Regions from separate parts of the Mus musculus genome. Here regions 1 and 2 are each linked to region 3. A link is a contact called in public Hi-C data. All regions are on one chromosome and are shown on one strand. Each heading gives the region's core, a stretch centred on a gene start, on an enhancer-like site or on the middle of the called end of the contact. The rest is flanking DNA. Distances are from core to core; before and after follow the strand shown.

The links. Hi-C and Micro-C count contacts between places; a contact is called where the count stands out from the background.
Region 1: a Hi-C map of Th1 cells shows a contact between it and region 3, with 2.4 times the contacts expected there. The contact joins two enhancer-like sites.
Region 2: a contact with region 3 is called in a Hi-C map of Th1 cells, with 2.3 times the contacts expected there. The contact joins the promoter of Siah3 here to the enhancer-like site in region 3. A contact is called at or near these places in 4 of 39 promoter capture datasets (cranial neural crest, embryonic stem cells and stem cell-derived epiblast-like cells), 5 of 484 Hi-C or Micro-C datasets (B cells, CD4 T cells, CD8 T cells and 2 more) and 1 of 115 datasets of contacts at active chromatin or transcription factors (effector CD8 T cells).

What each region holds. Positions count from the first base shown.
Region 1 is chr14:75,504,705-75,507,741 of GRCm38.p6, reverse strand. The region is part of intron 1 of Siah3 (siah E3 ubiquitin protein ligase family member 3); the gene reads right to left. Among named protein-coding and RNA genes, the nearest start is that of Gm35966, 20 kb to the left of the region's middle. Within about 2 kb of position 1,346, at least 33 of the 459 cell types and tissues checked have an H3K27ac peak or open chromatin away from gene starts, as enhancers often do. A contact at or near this core is called in Th1 cells, where this site is marked.
Region 2 is chr14:75,454,625-75,457,499 of GRCm38.p6, reverse strand. Siah3 (siah E3 ubiquitin protein ligase family member 3) reads right to left here and starts at 1,518. Exons shown (of 2, transcript NM_001128093.1): 1 at 1,310-1,518. The coding sequence starts at 1,444. Gm41212 (a long non-coding RNA gene) reads left to right here. Exons shown (of 2, transcript XR_874827.2): 1 at 1-908.
Region 3 is chr14:75,068,451-75,071,676 of GRCm38.p6, reverse strand. No RefSeq gene overlaps it. Among named protein-coding and RNA genes, the nearest start is that of Rubcnl, 54 kb to the right of the region's middle. Within about 2 kb of position 1,951, at least 123 of the 459 cell types and tissues checked have an H3K27ac peak or open chromatin away from gene starts, as enhancers often do. A contact at or near this core is called in B cells, CD8 T cells, Th1 cells and 2 more, where this site is marked.

The DNA of each region.
Region 1 (3,037 bases), core at 97-2,596, 440 kb before region 3:
ATGCAGGCTTAAGTTCAAATAACCACTTTAGGCTTTCATAAGAATTTATCCTTAAAATGGGATATGTGCCCTGTTATCAAAAGTGGATGTGAAATCAGGGATGTAGAATAGAAAGAAAATTGATTTTTGAAGTCATACTAATATAGGTATGAATCCTGGACTCTTTAATTAACCTCTTCATGCTTCTGATTCCTGATTTACAAAGTGGGAATTATAAGATTGCACAGAGTGTGGGGAAGGACTGAGTGAGATTCAGAGAACGTTGTGTCACACTAGAGACCAAAGTAAGAAAGCCACAGCTGGTTGATTGGGGCAGAGCTGATGACATGCTCTTTCCATAATTTCTAGAATTATACCCTAAAGTAGAGGAGATAATTAATCATGAATGCCCTTCCTAAATATCCTTTAAAGACTCTTCATAATTTCAGCTGGGATTAATATTGTCATCAGCTAAAGTCTTCCAATGAGTATGTCCACCTGACCACTAGACAGTGCATCCTGGCTACAATGAGCAGAACAAGCCTAGCAGTCCTGATCACAGGGCACATATCCCACTATAAGGATAAATTCTTAAGAAAGCCTAAAGTGGTTATTTGAACTTAAGCCTGCATTGGAGGAAAAGGTTTGTGTGTGTGTGTGTGTGTGTGTGTGTGTGTGTGTGTGTGTGTGTGTGAAATAGCATGGCCCTGTAATGAAATTTGTAATTCACAAATGAAAGCTCTACCACCACCCTCATCACCACCCTCACCACTACCACCATAACCAACACCCTCACCACTACCCTTGTCATGGTCATCATTACCATTGTCAAGCATTTGTTTAAGGCAAGGCTGCTTTGCCAGTTCAGAGAAGCCTATGAACAAATCGGGCTATTCATCCTCGCATAACCCTCCTCAGCTATCTCTTCCTTGAGTGTTTCTCCTTCAGGGCTCTTGAACAGAAAAATGGGGGAGAGGTGTATGTGTGGCTATTGTCTCCAGGTCACTGATAAATGGGACTAACTGGATTAAGAATTTAGGTCTTTCACCTTCCCCGTTCCTTTGGCTCCTCTGTTGGAGGTTCTATCTGGTTGCCTGTGACATTAATACCTAGCTGGGGGATGGGAATAAGGGCCTGAGAGTCACACTTGGATGAGAACAATGGAGACCAAGAACCTTGTAGGTCAGTTCTAGAGAGCCATAGGACCTGGAAAGTTGGAAGACAGGCACTGAAGAAGCCCACAGCCCTGCCGGCGAGAGTACAGACCTTGTCTTGTGGTCCTAGAGCCAGAAAGTTCCTTTCTGAGACTAGTCTAAAGGGCTCAGCTCAGGAAATAAACACCTCACTGCAGAAGTGGCTCCCCTCACCCCAACCCGAGGAACTGTGCATCCTCAAAGAGCTACTGATAGCATCAAGCATCCTTGTAAGTGAGGTGGGGCAGGTGTTTTATTAAGTCTAGATCTTTGCCAGATGCTAGGTGCATATTTAATAAAAATCAGGCTTCAGGGAGGTAGGAAGGGAGAAGGGGAAATTGCTGCCCTCTGGGCTTGGGAGCTTAGCCATCCATCCAGTCCCAAGTAACTCATTCATCTGCTGCTCATCTTTGAGTTATTACAGTTGCGATGTGTCTCTAAGGGACAAGTTTATTAGTGTTTAAGATAATTAGTTGGTGCGACTTCAAGGCAATTCAAATTGTCCCCATATAGTTATTTCTTCCCAGAATCCACCATGGCTCATTTCCACCTTGGTCTATTTTGTCCTCCCTATTGGAGAGTGTTCATTTTCTATGCAGTTTCTAGACTCCAAAAAGGCCTGCTCTCTTAATTAGAGATGAAGTCCTCAGTCTCTAGTTCAGCCTTCTCAAGGCTGAAGTTCTTTGTCTTGTATGACAACCTGCACCTGAGTTCCCTAGGATCATCCAGGACAGCTGGCTTACTTCCTTTCTCTCCACCTCATACCTAAGGGAATCAGTGGAGTGGAGGACACATCTACAGCTCACCCCATCCCAAAGTTCACACGTGTGTAAATCACATATAGCAATCCTAGCAGTTTCACAAGCACCAGAAAGCCCCTTTCACTAACTACTCTGTGAGCTAGACCCACAGTCCTCAACCCTGTGCAGTGCGCACACAGATCACCTATACAACTTTGTTAAAATGCAAACGTGGCCTCTGAGGGGAGTCTGGGCTAGCTCTCAGGAAAGTTGGAGCTTGAAGGGTGGGTAAGAGGGTCACTCACTCCCTTGACCACTTGGTCAGACCTGGGAGTCCCTTCTCACCTCACAAAAGCCCCCGAAATCCTTGTAGGGGTCAAGGAGAAGGTTCTAAAAGACTTCAGCCTTCCCCCTGTATGTCTTTGATTCTTTAACGACCTCTAAGTCCCACTAGGCTCCATTGTCCCTTTACAATAGAGGTAATGGGGCTGTACTCCAGTTGGATAGCTGCCTGATTAGTAGTCACACCGAGCCCGGCAGACAGCTGGTAAAGCAGGAATGCACAGGGGGACTGGGAGAGCAGAGCCTTGAGGGAATTCTTATCCACAGAATAGGAAGTTCCTTAATCTCGTTCCTTCTCACAGTATTTAAATTCATTTGTTAGTAAAGAACTTAGCTTTAATTAATAAATTATCCATTTTTATAGCTGCTCATAATTTTCTACTATTTAGCTTAATGAGGTTTTCATGTGCAATTCCAAAGCAGCTTCTCTTACCTCTCTCTCTCTCTCTCTCTCTCTCTCTCTCTCTCTCTCTCTCTCATTCTCTCTTTCTCTATTTTTAAGTAAGAAGACACAAATACATGTGTTTTTCTTCTGGGCCTACTGGTTTTCATACCCCTCTATAATAAGCCTATCCTTCCCTCCTCCCCTCCCTTCCTTCTTCTATCCATCAATCTTTCATCCATCAGTCCCTCTCTCCATCTGTCCATCCATCCCTTTGTCCCTTCCTCCCTCCACCCCTCTCTCCATCCATCCATCCATCCATTCCTGGGCATTTATGTTGAGGTTTGTGAAATCCTGGGGATAAGACAGTGAACAAAGCAAGTGTGTGTGTTTCCTCTTCT
Region 2 (2,875 bases), core at 269-2,768, 390 kb before region 3:
AGGATTAAGGACCATGCATCTGATCATGAGAGTTTATTGTACAACATCGACATCGCACCCACCACAAGCATCGCTCAACACTGCTGGACCACAGTGGTCAGAATCACAGCTTCGGTCTCCAGGAGACAGTCCCACACTCAGTTGCAGACACAGCCCCTCCCCCTGTCCCTCAGTCTCCCAGTACAGTGAAGGTAGGCAAGCAAGCGGCAATCTAATCTAGAGTCCTGCGTTTTAGTTGATTTTCAGACCATTCCACCTCCAGGGAGTTCAGTTGCGCTGTCCCAGCATGCCCTTTCCCCACTCCCCACCTCCCCGGCATCCCTAGGCAGTGTCTCTTCATTAATTTCCTCATCTGCACCCTGACATGGAGAGGTCCTTCTGGCCCTGCATTTTGGCTTAGAACATTGACGTGAAGGGATGAACACGGTGAAAGCAGCACCGAGCGAGCAGGTGAGGCAGCCACTGGCAGGCAGCTCAGCAGCCAGCCGCCTGCAGGCTCCAGGCAGCCGCTGCAGCTCCTAGCTGGTTTCATTATTACACAATTGAAGCGAAGCCCTCCTCTGACTGCTCTCAGAGGAGGCTCACATCTCCTTGGCAGGAGGGAAAGGAGCTAAACTCCTCCCAGCAACTCAGACAGACAGACAGACAGACACAGACAGACAGTCTCTCTCTCTCTCTCTCTCTCTCTCTCTCTCTCTCTCTCTCTCTCTCACACACACACACACACACACACACACACACACACACACACACACACTTTGACACAGTTTGAGGACAAGGGCTAACTCTTGCAGAAACGGCCCCTTGCCAACTCCCGGGTCCTGTATCAGAGCTCCCCAGTCCTGAAGCTACTTCTGCACAGCCAAATCCTTGCATTGCACTGACCGGCGGGACAGACAGCAATTTGGGTAACTTTTCAGATTTTTTTTGTTCTCCTCGGCACTGGCCCACAAATGCTTGGGAGGGAGGTAAGGACACCTCTACCCTTCTCTTCCCTTCACCCTCCCTTTTGCCCCTCCCCCTGCCCCCTCTGCCCCTCCACCCCCGACTCCCCTGACTCCCCTCGGAGGACCGTGTGAGGAAGACACTATATGCCTGCTCTTCTGGTTGCTTGCCAGTCCAGAAAACACCACACAGTCACAGTAACAGCACCAAGCTATCCAGAGAGCGAGCATGAGGCAAGCATCCCCTGAGACCCCGGGATCCTAGCACCAGCAAACTGCCTGCATGAGCTCCCTGATAGAAGTCTCCTGAGAAAAGGCTAGAGCCCCCGCGGAGATGGCAGAAAGCACGAGAGGAAGCGACTCACCTTTAGGTTGTGCGTGGGGTTGACCACACAGACAAGTTGCCCAGCAGCAGAGAAAACCCGTTTAGCCTTGTAGTGCTGAAACCGGAGGTGAATGAGATCCAACACAGCCCCAAAGCACTGTGTAAAGAAAAGCATCACAACTTTTGGGGGGTTGTTGACACAGGAAGGCAGCGGAGGAAGCTGTAAGTCCTTGGGCTCTGAATGGAGCACAGCCTCGGAGACTCTCCGTTCCAGCCCGGCTTAGCGCGCCTTCATATTCATCATCAAAATAAGACGGTTAGAATCTTGCAGCAGCGAGGCAGCCAATCAAAAGGACAGAAATGTTATCCTTGAGGTTCAGAGACAGCCAATAACAAATACCTCCCCTACTGAAACTCCCTGATGAATTGAGCCTGGCGGAGAATGTATTATTGAACATTACCATAGATCAGCACACTGCATTTATCTTGTGATTACAGCCAACCATACATAATGCTGGGGAGATAGGCTGACAAAATTGATTGCTTAATGTGTCTCCATTTATTAATTGACTTAATTTAACATGAGAGCCTTTCTTAGTGCCCTGAACAAAACCCCCATCCAAAAAAGGAAAAAAATATAAAACATTTCCACCTCCAAACAGGAAAGCTTTGTGCTCCAACAGGCAGATGGGGTCGTCAGCTTGTGGCTCTACTCACGGAGCTGCCTGGAGAAAATCAAATACTACAAGATACTGATTCAAGATAAGAATTTGGCAGCCGCAGAAATGTGTATCTTTCAGTCTTATGCTCTGACTCTCTGCAATTTGGACTGTAGCCTCTTGATAAATCTAAACTCACTGTTCTTTAAGAAAAAAAGAATCCGACAGATGAATTTGGAATTGAGGAGGGACATGCATATAGTATATATATTTCAAAATACAGTAATCACTGAACTCTCTTTTATTAAAGCATAAAGATGCACAGAGCACGCTTCTAAAAATAATGAAATCCCTGATGCACGAACACACACACATAGAAAAACCTACAGGGGGAAGAAAGTGGATTGTACATCAGCAGAATAATTACAGATGCAGAGAACCTAGGCTTGTCACTCATTTGCATATTTGTGGGCAGCAAATTGCTAATTAACCAGTAGATTGTTGGAGACATTAAAATAGAGATTAGGAATACACACAGCACAACACTTGTTTGTCTGAATGCCAGCAGCAGCAGCAGCAGCAACAGCAGCAGCGCAGATAGGCAGAGACCAGTCTAGTCAGTAGCTGCCACAGAGCACTGCCAACCCCGTGCCGGGGCAGGCTCTGAGGCCACCCACAGGGTCCTGAAGGACAGCTCCTAAAGGCTTTGGGCTTGCAGGGAATAAGTTCCATGGTTTATTTAGTCTCTGCCACGAAAGCCCAAGAACTGGGAATAGTGAGTTTTAGTTCTTTGGCTGCTTCTACACTGAGTGGTCAGATAGACTGAGCTGAAGCCATTGGTATGAGGCTGTGGCTCCTTCCTGGACCCTCACACACGTCTCCAGGATATCTACAAACACAGTCAAGCAGCACAAAATTGTAAACTTGCTTGAAGCATCGTGAGACTA
Region 3 (3,226 bases), core at 702-3,201:
AGAGCTGATGGCTGGAGCTGAGCACAGAACTCAAGGCGGCTCCTGAGAACAGAACGGGAGCTTAAGCTAGGTTCCTTTCCATCTACCCTGATAGGTTCCACCTTGGCTCCACACTGACTACCGTTTTGACAAATCCCTTCCATCTCATCCCAATACCACAGCTTGGGGCCCCTCCATCTCTTGTTCTCCTTGGGTTCCTATCACGCAGTGTTTGCAGACTTCCCAAGTAGCCTTAGCTTCTTTCTGGTTCTTCGCCTCTCGGCAGGGCTGTCATGATCTCTCTTGACTCTCAATTTAAGATTGGACTGAGAAACGTCCAGGAGACTGATAAAGCACACCTCGGGCGGCGCCAGTGACGGCATTCCAGACATGTTTAGATCATGACTGCTCTGACAAGGGATGTATCAGACTCTCATACCATCGATGGTGCCGTTGGGAGGTGGTGAGCAGTGGGAGGTGAGGCGGAGCTGAAGGAAGCGGATCATGGGAGCCTGACCATTGGCGATAAGCTTGTCCTGGCACCTTCCCGCTCCTCCATGTTGCTTGCTTGGTTGCCTCGAGTTGAACAATTCTGCCCCACCACACTCTGTCACCACGAGCGCCAAAAACCTCAGAAAGTGTGAGTGAAATGAGGAATTCTTCTGTGTGGTAGTTTTATTTAGGTCACAGCAACACAAAGTCTGACTGGCACACTATCTAAACCACAGCCCATTCCATACCAGCCAGCCCCAAGCAATCAGGGTACCCTTTCATTAAGAACCAGCAAGGTTCCCATCTTCAAAGTCCTATGAAAACTAAACAGACCCAAATCCTAGTCTCAGCACAGTGCTCAGTGGGAGGCTGCTGAACACACTCTTGACACACAATTCCAGGTGCCTGAATGTTCCCTGGTCCTGAAGAAACACACTAGATTTATCCCCCTCCCTCAAAGGCATGTGTCATTCTCTTATTCAAAGAGATTCTTAATTTTTTATGACATTATCTCTAAATTGGACCCTGGCCTCTAATTTACATAATTTTCAGACATCTCAGGAAATCTATTTAAAAATCCAATGGGAATTGAGTGGGCGACGGGCTCCAAGGCATAGGTAGCCAAGCCTCCCTGGCTGTAACAGTTTTCTGGTTCACTGGCAGACAGGGCTCCAGGCCTCTGCGCCGACACACTGTAGCAAATTTCAACTAGAAAGACCTTTGATACTTTTTCATCAAAAATCATACCTAAGGATTGGCGGATGCTACCTGCTTCTCTCGCCACTCAGTGAAACACTTCAAGCTCACATCTCTGTTTTACAGGTAACTTTATCAAGTAAGGAAACAGCAGACCCTGAACAGCAAGATAACAGAGCGATACATAGAAGTGTGGTTGAGCCTCTGTTACAGAACGCTGGTTTCTTTCCGCAAACCTTTTGACCCCTCCAAGTTGTACCTTAGAAGGTGACATTATTCCCCTTCCCATCCTACTGAGCCTCCAAACTGAGTCGAATCTTGGAAAATATTGACTGATCCATTATGGAGGAAACAGTATCTCCATGTGGCTACTGGAATTTTTCTTATATTCAACTCCATTTTCTGGTAGCTTAACTTTATAAACTTTTTAAATTTTATGAAGCATAAATACAGCATGAATCCCACTAAGACATGACATCCTCTACTTGGGGCTGGCCTACATGGTTTGTCTTGAGGGGGAGGGGAGGGGACAAAAAGGGAGGGGAGGGGACAAAATGGGAGGAGAGGGGAGGGGAAAGGTTTTAAAGAAAGGGAAACCTTAATGTACCAATCCTTCCTCCTCCTGTGGCTTGTTGCAGAAAAGGGAACCCTCTGGTAGGCCCTGAGAAACTGGACAGTCGTTGGCTCTCCTCAACCTTCCTTACCGAGATACTGCCTCCGAGAACAGACATAGGTGACAGGAAACATGTGGGCTTGCATGTGTCAGAACTAGCTTGAGTCTTGCAGGTCTGTATGGTTGTCCTAGTGCAAGCCACAGTATTGTGTCCCAGCCATGACAGTAACTGTGTGAACCTCCATAAATAGTCACCAAAACCCAACACTTAAGTTTATTCTGAAGAAAGCAGGTCCACCAGTCAGGGGCTGAGCTCCCCACTACAGAGGGTCTGCTGTTCCCCTCCCCCCTTGCCATGCCGTTCTTAGGGCTTCCGCAAGTTGCATCAAGCAGGATGACTGATGGGTGTTGCAAGCAGTAGAAACCACAGTCTGCCAACCCCCGTGGCCCCTCCCTGCTGCCCTCCCTCAACCCTTTCCTGGCAAATAATATCTAATATCTGGTGCAGCACAAAAGATCAATGCCTTCTGCAACGATTGTGTCTCTAAAATTAGTGATCGGGCAAGGGAAGAAAAAAAAATCAAATTCCCAGCTCTTTTAGACTACATTTGAATTGTAAGTGCCATGGTCATCAAATGCAAACTATCATCTTTGGGTCCATCTGTAAACAGAACACCTTAAAGGAGGAAACAGCAGGCTAGGAGGAAGACACTGCAGAAGCAGCCTTCCTGCTTTGACCAGCTTGTTTTTCCAGAAGATTCTGCCAGTGAATACCATAACACTACCAAGGGGCTCTCCAAGGGGCGTGTCTTGAAAAGGCGATGAAGCAGCTGCTCTGCGAAGGCAGTCACACACTCAGATGGCAGGAGTTTCCTGTTGCTGCTGTAACAACCACAAACCAGTGGCTTCGAATGAATCACGACCTTAGCAGCTCACAACTCCGAAGCTCCGAAGCTTGAAATGGGGGTCTTGGGGTTAATGCTGGTGGGTTAGTGCTGGTGGTGGCTTCCCTACTGCATGGTCAGCTGACCAGAAATGTTAATTCAACCAGGAACTCCAGTTCCGTCAATTGCGGGTTGCATGACCTCAGCGCATGCTCCAGGGATTTGGATGTAGGTGTAGGGTGAGTTTGGGGTGGGAGCCCTTTCTGTCTGCCACAGAGGGACACTTTAGCCTTCACCCTCGCCCTCCACACCACCCTCTACTCCTCGCATACCTCACCATTGACGCCACCCCCACACCACGCCTCTTCACCCTCCACCCTCACCCACTCTCCACCCGACCCGTGTCGTCCCCCCCCCCCCTTCCTCCACACCATACTTCCTTCCCAAGGCAACCTGGCTGTTTTGGCAACATCTCTACTTCAGATGGAGCCTATAGGTGGCTCATCGGGGCCCCCTGCTGAAATGCATCTTCTCTGGGGCATTTCAGGGGTGGTCAGGATGT